Regions from separate parts of the Sus scrofa genome. Here region 2 is linked to region 1. The links are chromatin contacts, called in public Hi-C maps. All regions are on one chromosome and are shown on one strand. The core of a region is the stretch at or near the end of the contact, and the rest is flanking DNA. Distances in the headings are between cores, read along the strand shown. Region 1 holds the start of EIF3F (eukaryotic translation initiation factor 3 subunit F). Region 2 holds the start of LOC110262320 (NADH-cytochrome b5 reductase 2).

Region 1 (4,657 bases), core at 1,481-3,980:
GATGTAATTTAATACACTTAAAACTCCTTCAGCCTGAATCCTGCCATTCCCCCTTTTTCTCCTTTTTCTTTTTCTTTTTTTCTTTTTTTTTTTGGCCATGGCTGCAGGCCAGGTATGAACCCTGAGCCACAGCAGTGACAATGCCAGATCCCTAACTCACTAAGCCACCAGGGAACTCCCTCCTTCCGCTCTGAATGCCTTTCTTTCCCAGGCAGTTTCCTTGAGAGTAGCCAGCACTCGCTCCCATGACTCAACCGCACCATTCCCTCCCTCCTGAATTCTGGTTTCCGTGCCCACCCACCCTCAGCTCCACTGGCACTGCTCTGCTAGGGTTTTAAAGATCCAGGTCATCAAATTCAAGACTCACTTTTCAATCTTCCTCGGATAAGCTGTGTTTGGAGGAATGAAAAGAAAGAATGTAGGTCCCCCAGAGTAACAACGGAGGAGCAGGACTAGTCACAGAAGGCAGCTCCAAGGAGAAAGCGGTTCTTGGGCAGCAGAGTCGGGGACGAAGTCTAACTTCACCCACCCTCCTTGCCAGCTGACGACAGCACAAAAAATTAGAGTCATCCTTGACCCCTCTCACACCTCCCACAATTTCTCAGAAGGTCCTATTGTTTCTACCCTAAATATACATAATCTGCCTACTTCTCGCTGCTGTTTCCCCTGCTGCTGGCCTGGTCCCGGCCACCCCACCTCTCACCTAGATTCCCTGTAAACTAGCAGGTCTTCCTGCTCTTTCTCTCCCACCTCCCTCTCCCCTGCAACTGCACCACCCCCCCTTTTCTGTTCTTCTCAAAGCAGCTAATGATCCTGTTACAACTAAGGCAGAGCATGCCGCTCCCCTGCTCAAAACCCCATCTCACCCAGACTAAAATGCAAAGTCCTCTCCATGGCCTAGAAAGTCCTTAATGATCCGCCCCATTCCCTGGGGGGGAGTGTCCACCTCCTGTCACCCCCCCCCATCCTAACACTCCCGTCATCAAATAGCCCCAAGCACACCCGGAGCCCTAAGGCTCTTGCACAAGCTGTTCCCTCTGCCTGGAGGCTCTTTCCCCCAATAACGGTCACATCCCTCACTTCTTTCGGATCCACTCAGATCTCACGTTGTCACTTGGCCTGACCTGCCCAGCTCCTCACGGCTCCTGTCCCCCCCACTCTCAGCTACCTCTTCCTTTCTCACAGCACCTATTTCCTACTAATGGACATTTCTCTCTCCCCACTAGAATGTAAAGTTTTGGGGACAATGATCTTTGCTTTGTTCACTATATCCCAAGCTCCTAAAAGAGCAGCTGGCACATGATCCAATTGCTGAACGAATGACTCGCCTCTTTGACACCTTTTATTTTATTTATTTATTTATTTATTTTTGTCTTTTTGCCTTTTCTAGAGCAGCTTCCCATGCCATATGGAAGTTCCCAGGCTAGGGATGGAATCGGAGCTGTAGCCGCCGGCCTACACCACAGCCACAGCAACGTGGGATCCTTAACCCATGGAGCAAGGCCAGGGATCGAACCCGCAACCTCATGGTTCCTCGTCGGATTCATTAACCACTGCACCACGACGGGATCTCCGACACCTTTTATTCTTCACAGCATCCTGTCCTAAGGTGTCAAAGAGGTGAGTCATTCATTCAACAACTGGATCATGTGCCAGATGCTCTTTCAGGAGCTTGGGATACATGTAAATTAGTACAACTACTATGGAAAACAGGATGGAGATACCTCAGAAAATTAAGTATAGAACTACCCTATGACCCAGCAATCCCACTCTTGGGCATATATATGGACAAAACTTTCCTTGAAAAACATACATGCACCCCAATGTTCACTGCAGCTCTATTCACAATAGCCAGGACATGGAAACAACCTAAATGTCCATCGACAGATGAATGGATTAGGAACATGTGGTATACAGACACAATGGAATACTACTCAGCCATAAAAAAGAACAAAACCATGCCATTTGCAGCAACTCTCACAGTAAGTGAAGTAAGTCAGAAAGAGAAAAACAAATACCATATGATATCACTTACATCTGGAATCTAATATATGGCACAAATGAACCTTTCCACAGAAAAGAAATTCATAGACTTGGAGAACATACTTGTGGTTGCCAAGGGAGAGGGGGAGGGAGTGGGATGGACTTGGAATTTGGGGTTCATAGATGCAAACTAGTGCATTTGGAGTAGGTAAGCAATGAGGTCGGGCTGTGTAGCGCAGGGAACTGTCTGGTCACTTGTGATGGAGGGTGATGGAGGATAATTGTGTGTGTGTGTGTGTGTGTGAGAGAGAGAGAGAGAGAGAGACTGGGTCACTTTGCTGCACAGTAGAAAATTAACAGAACACTGTAAACCAACTATAATGGAAAAAATAAAAATCATTTTTTAAAAAAGAAAGAAAAACAAGTTAAAAAAAAAAAAGGCGCTTTGACGCGGATTATCCCACGGAAAGTACTTCTGCAGCGCTTGTGCAGCTCTCTCGCTCCATCTGGTGGCAGCTGTTTTTCTAGTCCCAGCGAGGGCCCACGTTTTCTCGGAACTACTTAGCTCGGTTCTTACGGAGTGCCCATCGGACCAAAATCAAGGAGCACAAACTCAGAGCAGGAAATTACATCCTTGAGAGGCATCACCAGTACCCAATAGACACAAAGATCTGGCTCACGTGGTGCACATGCAGCCAACCGTACTCCTAACAATGCTCAACTCCCTCCCTTCCGCTCCTGGCTCCTTCTCTCTCGACAAGATGGCAGCACCGGCAGTACCGGCGAGTGCTCCTCCCGCCACTCCGGCCCCGGCCCCGGCCCCGGCCCCGGTCCCCGCTGCGGCCTCAGCCCCGGCACCGGCCCCAGCCTCAGCCTCGGCTCCGGCGCCCGCAGCGGCTCCGGCGCCGGTACCGGCTGCAGCGCCGGCGCCCGCCTCGTCCTCAGACCCGGCGGCGGCGGCGGCGGCCACTCCCGCGGCCCGGGCCAGGCCCCGGCCCGGCTCCGGCCCCCGCGCAGACCCCGGCGCCGTCGCTGCCCGGGCCTGCGCTCCCGGGCCCCTTCCCCGGCGGCCGCGTGGTGCGGCTGCACCCGGTCATCTTGGCCTCCATCGTGGACAGCTACGAGCGACGCAACGAGGGCGCCGCCCGGGTCATCGGGACCCTGCTGGGTGAGGGCCCGCCGCGGGCTGGCCTTGGCCTCCCGCCGCCGTCTCGCGCCCCTCTCTCCCCGTCCCCGTGGCGGTTACCTGTTGAACAGACGCCGTGTGCCACGCGGTCTAGGTTTATCCTCGGTCGCCCAGCAGTCTCTGCGCCCGGTGGATGGGTCTCAATCTGCGGAAGATGAGGTCCACGCTGGCGAGGACGCGGAAACGCTCGCCTCCCCCGCCCGGTGACCTCGTTTCCCCCCTTATCTGCTGCTGCGCGTCTTGACTTTCCAGGTGTTTACTAAGAAGTTTCTACCCAGTTGGCAAAGGAGTCGAGGACGTCTGTAAAAAGATACCACCCTCGACAAGTAGCTGGTTTGGCAGGAACTCATGTAGGGTTTCAGTAACACTCCGGTTTCCTGAGCCTCTAAGCGGGATCCTCTGAGCCCCGGTGTCCCCGATGTCAGTGCCCCCAGTGCCGGCTCTGATTCTCCGTTTGAACACAGTTGTATTACCTGTTACTGTAGTAACATTCAGACGGAGAAACAGGCTTTTCCCTGCTCCCATCCCAAAGGTGGGGAATAGGTATTTTATGTTAAAGTGGTTCATGAAACGGAGACGCCTTGAAGCGGGGTGCTCTGACGAGATGTCCTTTTCTCGGGGGGCTGCTGAGCCCGTCAAATTCATTTTCACTCCGCCCCGCTCGCAGATTCGGGACACCGTGGTGAAGCCGCTTTACTCCCGCGCGTTTCTCTTACCCTTGCACGTGCAGTCGTCTCCGCCGTGGGAGACGGTGGGTGTGTTGCCAGGAGTCGTTGCAGGCCCACCCCGGCACCTGTCAGCCTCGGGCCTGGGACACGACTGAGGGCTTTGGGAGCGTTGGAGCGCTGCGGAGGCGCGGGTGGTGCCGGCCCAGACCGGGACCAGACGGCTGTTGGGGGCCGACTTCCGCCGCGGCAGGTGCCTTCCCTCCCTCCCTTGTTTGTTCTTCAGCTCCACTCATCCTCGGGTTCCAAGGAGAAGTCTCTCCGTCCTTCGTGCGGACCCCATCGTCACCCCGTTCTTAGCCTCCCCGAGTCCGTGGTTGTGCCCTGCTTTGGGCTTCTGTAGTAAATCGTGCGTGCATCACTGATGGGCCCGCGACGAGACCTTCGGATTCCCACCCAGAGTGCGCCTGTTGTGTGGTGTGGGGTGTTAGGGAGGCAGTGCTTCCTGAATGAGGTGTAGGTCCTGCTTGCTAGATGGAGCTTCGCAATGTTCGCAGAAGTTAATTTACGGAACACATTCCATTTGGTTAAATGAGCTCATTGGCACCATTTACTGTAAAACTGTCGGGTACTTAAAACTCAAAGTGTGGAGTTCCTGTCGTGGCTCAGCAGTTAGTGAACCCATTAGGGCTCGATCCTGCCCTCGCTCAGTGGGTTAAGGATTGGGCATTGCCTTGAGCTGTGGTGTAGGTCGCAGACGCGGCTCGGATCCTGCGTTGCTGTGGCTCTGGTGTAGGCAGGCAGCTGTAGCTCTAATTGGACC
Region 2 (4,629 bases), core at 1,668-4,167, 670 kb before region 1:
TAAACTGGATGCATCACCGGGTCTGTGCTGGGATCGCAGTCCCTGGTCTGTGTCCGGCTGCCTGGCCCAGGGCCGGCCTGGGCTCGCAGGTCCACGGTCTGTGTCCGGCTGCCTGGCCCAGGGCCGGCCTGGGCTCGCAGTCCCTGGTCTGTGTCCGGCTGCCTGGCCCAGGGCCGGCCTGGGCTCGCAGGTCCACGGTCTGTGTCCGGCTGCCTGGCCCAGGGCCAGCCTGGGCTCGCAGGTCCACGGTCTGTGTCCGGCTGCCTGGCCCAGGGCCGGCCTGGGCTCGCAGGTCCACGGACCACGAGCTCCAGCAGGAGCCCTGCGCCTCCCTGGTCCACGGCTCTGCTGAAGGGCAGCCATCGAATTCTGAACTTCGTGTAATTCTGCCCCTCTGGGGTAGAAACAGATGGCCCAGGGGTGCCCAGAGGCCTGCGGGCCATGGCTACCTCCCAGCATCACGGGATGGGCTGGGCCACGCAGGTTCCTGCGGGATCTGACACGGGCGGCCCTGGTGACTAAGGCGAGGAGCCGTGAGGGAGAAGCTCCATCACGAGATGCTGAGGGCCCAGAGCGCCCGAGGGAGCAGGAGCTGTGTGGGCAGAGGACGGAGGATGGGCGGTGCGGACAGAGCCTTGGGAGAAACGGAGGGAGGGAGGGAGGAGGAAAGGGGAGGGGCCCTGAGGCCGGAGGGCCAGAAGGGACGGCTCACTGACCAGCCACGGCCTGTCTGGGCACCGGGATCCCGGAAATAAACACCTGAAACAGCTTCCTGCCGAGAACCAGGCTGAGACTAGGAGCCCCAGAGAGGCTCTTGCAGATGCACCAAGCTGGGCCTGGCCTGGGAGTGGCCCCAGAGAGGCCCCACAGGGCCCGCCTCTCACCCTTCATGTCGCAGAGGTGCCTAAGTCTTCGCAGCCAACTCCCCAGAAGCCCCGAAATCAGCCGGTCCTGCCAACTGGGCACTGCCCGCCCCAGGGCCAAGGAGACAGAGGTCTCGGCACTTTCTAGCAAGTTTGATTTCTCAAAGCATTTCATTCTTTAGCCTTCTCGCCAATAGGACTGGCCTTGCAAGCCAGGCAGAGGCTGGACAGCAGTGGACACTCAGCTCCCACGGGTGAAGAGGGAGGGGGAGCTAAAGGGCCAGGCCGGCTGCCTCGTGGGTCAGTGCGTCACCTGAAGAGGTGACGTCAAGTTCTACCCCCACCTCCGTGCACAGGACAAGGGGGCCGTGGATGAGGCCGGCCAGCCCCACAGCAGGCTGCACAGTGTCAGGTGTGGGCCTAGCAGAGCAGTAAGGCTGCTGCAGCCGCCTGGCGGTGGAACAGACTAGAAAGGGGCGCACTCAGAACTCGCAGACGGCTGGGACCCCCATCCGCAGTGGGTCTGAGACCCCAGTGCAGAGCAGTTTCCAGTTTCTGAATTTTCACATCAACTGCTTAACCCGCACAAGACCAGTGGGAAATGCCAGTTCATGGACTGAGGCTCAGAGGGGTGGAGGGACTTCCCTGAGGTCGCCCAGCAAGGAGCCGGAACTGGGACCTTCGCCCTTCGGACTTTAGCCTCACTTGTTTGCAGTTCTCAGTGAGACCGGCTTTGGTGTCAGCCCTACTGGAACAATGACAAAGGGAAGGGTCGGTCCCCAGCCCGTCTCCCCACCTCTCTTCTTCAGGAAAGACAGCAGGGCAAGCTCCAGACCTCAGCAGAGGCGCCTCCCTTTGGAGCAGAGCGCCTGCAGGGCCCCCAGCCCTGGGGATGACACCAAACCCACTCACCCACGGGAGGCCCTAAGGCATGGTCGGCGAGGGCAACCCAAAGCGGAACCTCTGGGTGTTGTGGTTGATTTGCTAATGAAACAGAAACCACAGGCAGGCTCTGTCAGCTTTCCGGAAGCCTTGCTGGGCAGCTGAGATGCCTGGGGAAGGCGCTCCCAGCGTACACACACAGGCAGCGGCAGCCAAACTAGACGCCAGGACATGCCCACTGCACGGCCCCACCTCCTCAGCCAGCCCAACCCCGACCCTGGCATCGCGAGGAGGGCTGACCCATGACCTGTTTCTCAATCAGGGTAGCGGGTACTCGGTTTCAGGGTCCTGCAAAGTGACAGGACGTTTCCTCTTTGAGTTCATGCTCTTCAATGCCAACGGGAGCGCCGCGACCCCAACGACAGGGACGGGTCCTACTGGACACAACGTGAGCAGGGTGGCTCGGGTCCTGCCGGCCCTGCAGGATGGCTCTCGGGCACGGCGGCACCCTCCCCATGCCAAAGGCACGCATGAAGCTGTTCTGAAAGAAACTAGGCGGAGGTAAATATACTAAAACAGGAGGCGGGCGGAGTCTACGGTGGACCCGGCGGGTTGGGAGGGGCCGGCTGCAGATCAGACTAAAGGAGACGTTTCAGCTTCCCAGGCAGACGGCCCGGGAGTGCTAATGCCACCAGGCCTTTGCTGCCATCTGTCTCCATCCTGGCTACGGCCAAGGGTGCAAGCCCTGAAAGTCACCCTTTGAGGTGAGGGGGTGAGGACATTGCTCTTAATACACAATTCGGGATGAAGACGCCAACCCCCAGGGGCAGAGCTGGGGACGAGCTGCTGAGAGCCAGGAGGGATGGGGCTTGCCTCCCCCGGCGCCCTTCTGAGTCTGGTGGGGGCAGGAGTGGGGTGGGGTGGGTACCTCTGTAGCCAGAGCTGTTCTTGGCTCAAATCCCATCAACCCCCACTGGCAGCAGGGTCCTTGCTGAAAATTTCCACCACCACCCCCCCCCCCCCCCCCGCCACAGCTTTAGCAGAAGGAAACATAAATCTTTAAGAATCCAAAGATAAGAAAGGAAGCTACTGGGAGTTCCCGTCGTGGCTCAATGGTTAACAAATCTGACCAGGAACCATGATGTTGCGGGTTCAATCCCTGGCCTCGCCCAGTGGGTAAAGGATCCGGCGTTGCCGTGAGCTGTGGTGTATGTGCAGACGAGGCTCAGATCCCATGTTGCTGTGGCTCTGGCGTAGGCTGGTGGCTACAGCTCCAATTGGACCCCTAGCCTGGGAACATCCATATGCTGCGGGAGTGGCCCAAGAAAAGGCAAAAAAAAAAAAAAAAAAAAAAAAAAAAGAAAGAAAGGAAGCTACACACAAGCAAAAATCCAGCTGGGACCAAGATGGCCTCAAATCTGACCTCCGACAGACCTTGAGTCTCATCATACCTTGATTTTCCTCCAGTAACAGGTTAGAAGACACACCTACCAGTGGCGGCCACCAGGTATCAAGGACCAAATAAGGATAAAAAGGGGTGGCACCCCACTCCCTGGAAAGTCCTGCCCCTTCCAGGGCTGGCACAGGCAGCCCTGGTGTGGACATTTTTTAGTATCTCTTATGCAGAATAAAGCTTATGCTTCCTCATCATGAGCCTCATTCCTCCCCTTTCATCTTTAGTCTTTAAAATTAAGTCCGTCTTGCAAGGTGGGTAAGATGCTGATCTGTCAACCTAGTTCCCACTTTTCTATTCCTTGACCACCGAGTAAAGCTTATGCTACACTGATCTCAGCTTGGGTTTCATTATTCACCTACTTGAACCTGAACAGAAAAAGAACCTTCCCCAAACCGAGGTGGAGGGCCTCGGCTACACCAGGGCCTGAGCGGCATCTCTCCACATGACTTAATTCAGCAACGAAATTTTGTGTCCAACGTGGGGCCCCTTCCATCTCGTAACTCAAGACCTGCCTCCTGCCCCAGGGCTGACAAAGCCGGCTAAATCACTGGGCAGCTGGTCCCAGTTCTTGACCTCTGGGCCAGCCAGCAAGGGCCCCTAAATTGAGCCTGAGGTCCCAAAGCAGCCAGGGTTCAAGTGCAGCGCTCCCCAGGTAAAGACACGCCCTCACTCCCAGCATGTCTACAGTAAGGATGCTGGCTAGAGACTGGGGTAGTGTCTGGGGGATGCCCGGCACTGGACACGCTGACTCCACTTCAGCCGATAAAGCTGGGGTGCCGAAGGGCTTGGCTGGTCAAGGGAAAGGACCCTGGGCGTCTGGTTGGAGCCAGACCTCTGTCTAGAGGACTGGACCAGGGGGTTGGTTGTCTAAATGGAGCCAGTGTTATGGTAAGGGGGTGGGGGGGCAAGATTGGGCAATTGGTTACCTGGTTGGACTGGCTCCTGGCAAAGGGGACAGGACTGGACAGACTGGATGGGAAGCCCTCCGAGGCTGCCTGCCCTACGGTCAGCACATCTCTTCATGGGTGTCATAAGCCTTAGCCTCTGTTCTTGATACGAATGAGGCTTCCATCTCTGTCCTACGTGGCCTTGACTGTCCTACTGCTCTTGGAAACACCTGCTGTGACTGCGGGCGTGGGTTGAGCACGGCCAGGCCACTAGGGTGCTCAGCACGGAAGACTCCTGTGAAAGGAGAGGCTGGTCCTGGACCAGGGTGGAAGAGGAGCAGGCACCCTACAGATTAGAAACAAATGTTTGTGTAAGTAGGTGTGACGTAGACACTCACAGCCCACCCCCGGGGCGTGCCCACCTCCAGGGGACGGTCAGAAATCCAGAAGCACGTCTCTCCTATGGGTTCCTCTTGCTCTAGCCTGCCATCCTGGGGCAAAGGTGTGCGTCTCCGCAGGATAGGGCTCTCCCAGGACGCTC

The links. A called contact is a pair of places that touch in the nucleus more often than the background predicts.
Region 2: a Hi-C map of embryonic fibroblasts shows a contact between it and region 1, with 1.9 times the contacts expected there. The contact joins the promoter of LOC110262320 here to the promoter of EIF3F in region 1. A contact is called at or near these places in 1 of 5 promoter capture datasets (liver) and 2 of 47 Hi-C or Micro-C datasets (embryonic fibroblasts and subcutaneous adipose tissue).

What each region holds. Positions count from the first base shown.
Region 1 is chr9:1,296,060-1,300,716 of Sscrofa11.1, reverse strand. It overlaps EIF3F (eukaryotic translation initiation factor 3 subunit F), which reads left to right and starts at 2,730. Exons shown (of 10, transcript XM_021062272.1): 1 at 2,730-2,960; 2 at 2,962-3,151. The coding sequence starts at 2,745.
Region 2 is chr9:1,970,737-1,975,365 of Sscrofa11.1, reverse strand. LOC110262320 (NADH-cytochrome b5 reductase 2) reads right to left here and starts at 2,917. Exons shown (of 11, transcript XM_021102714.1): 1 at 2,046-2,917; 2 at 1,802-1,847; 3 at 1,776-1,799. The coding sequence starts at 2,129.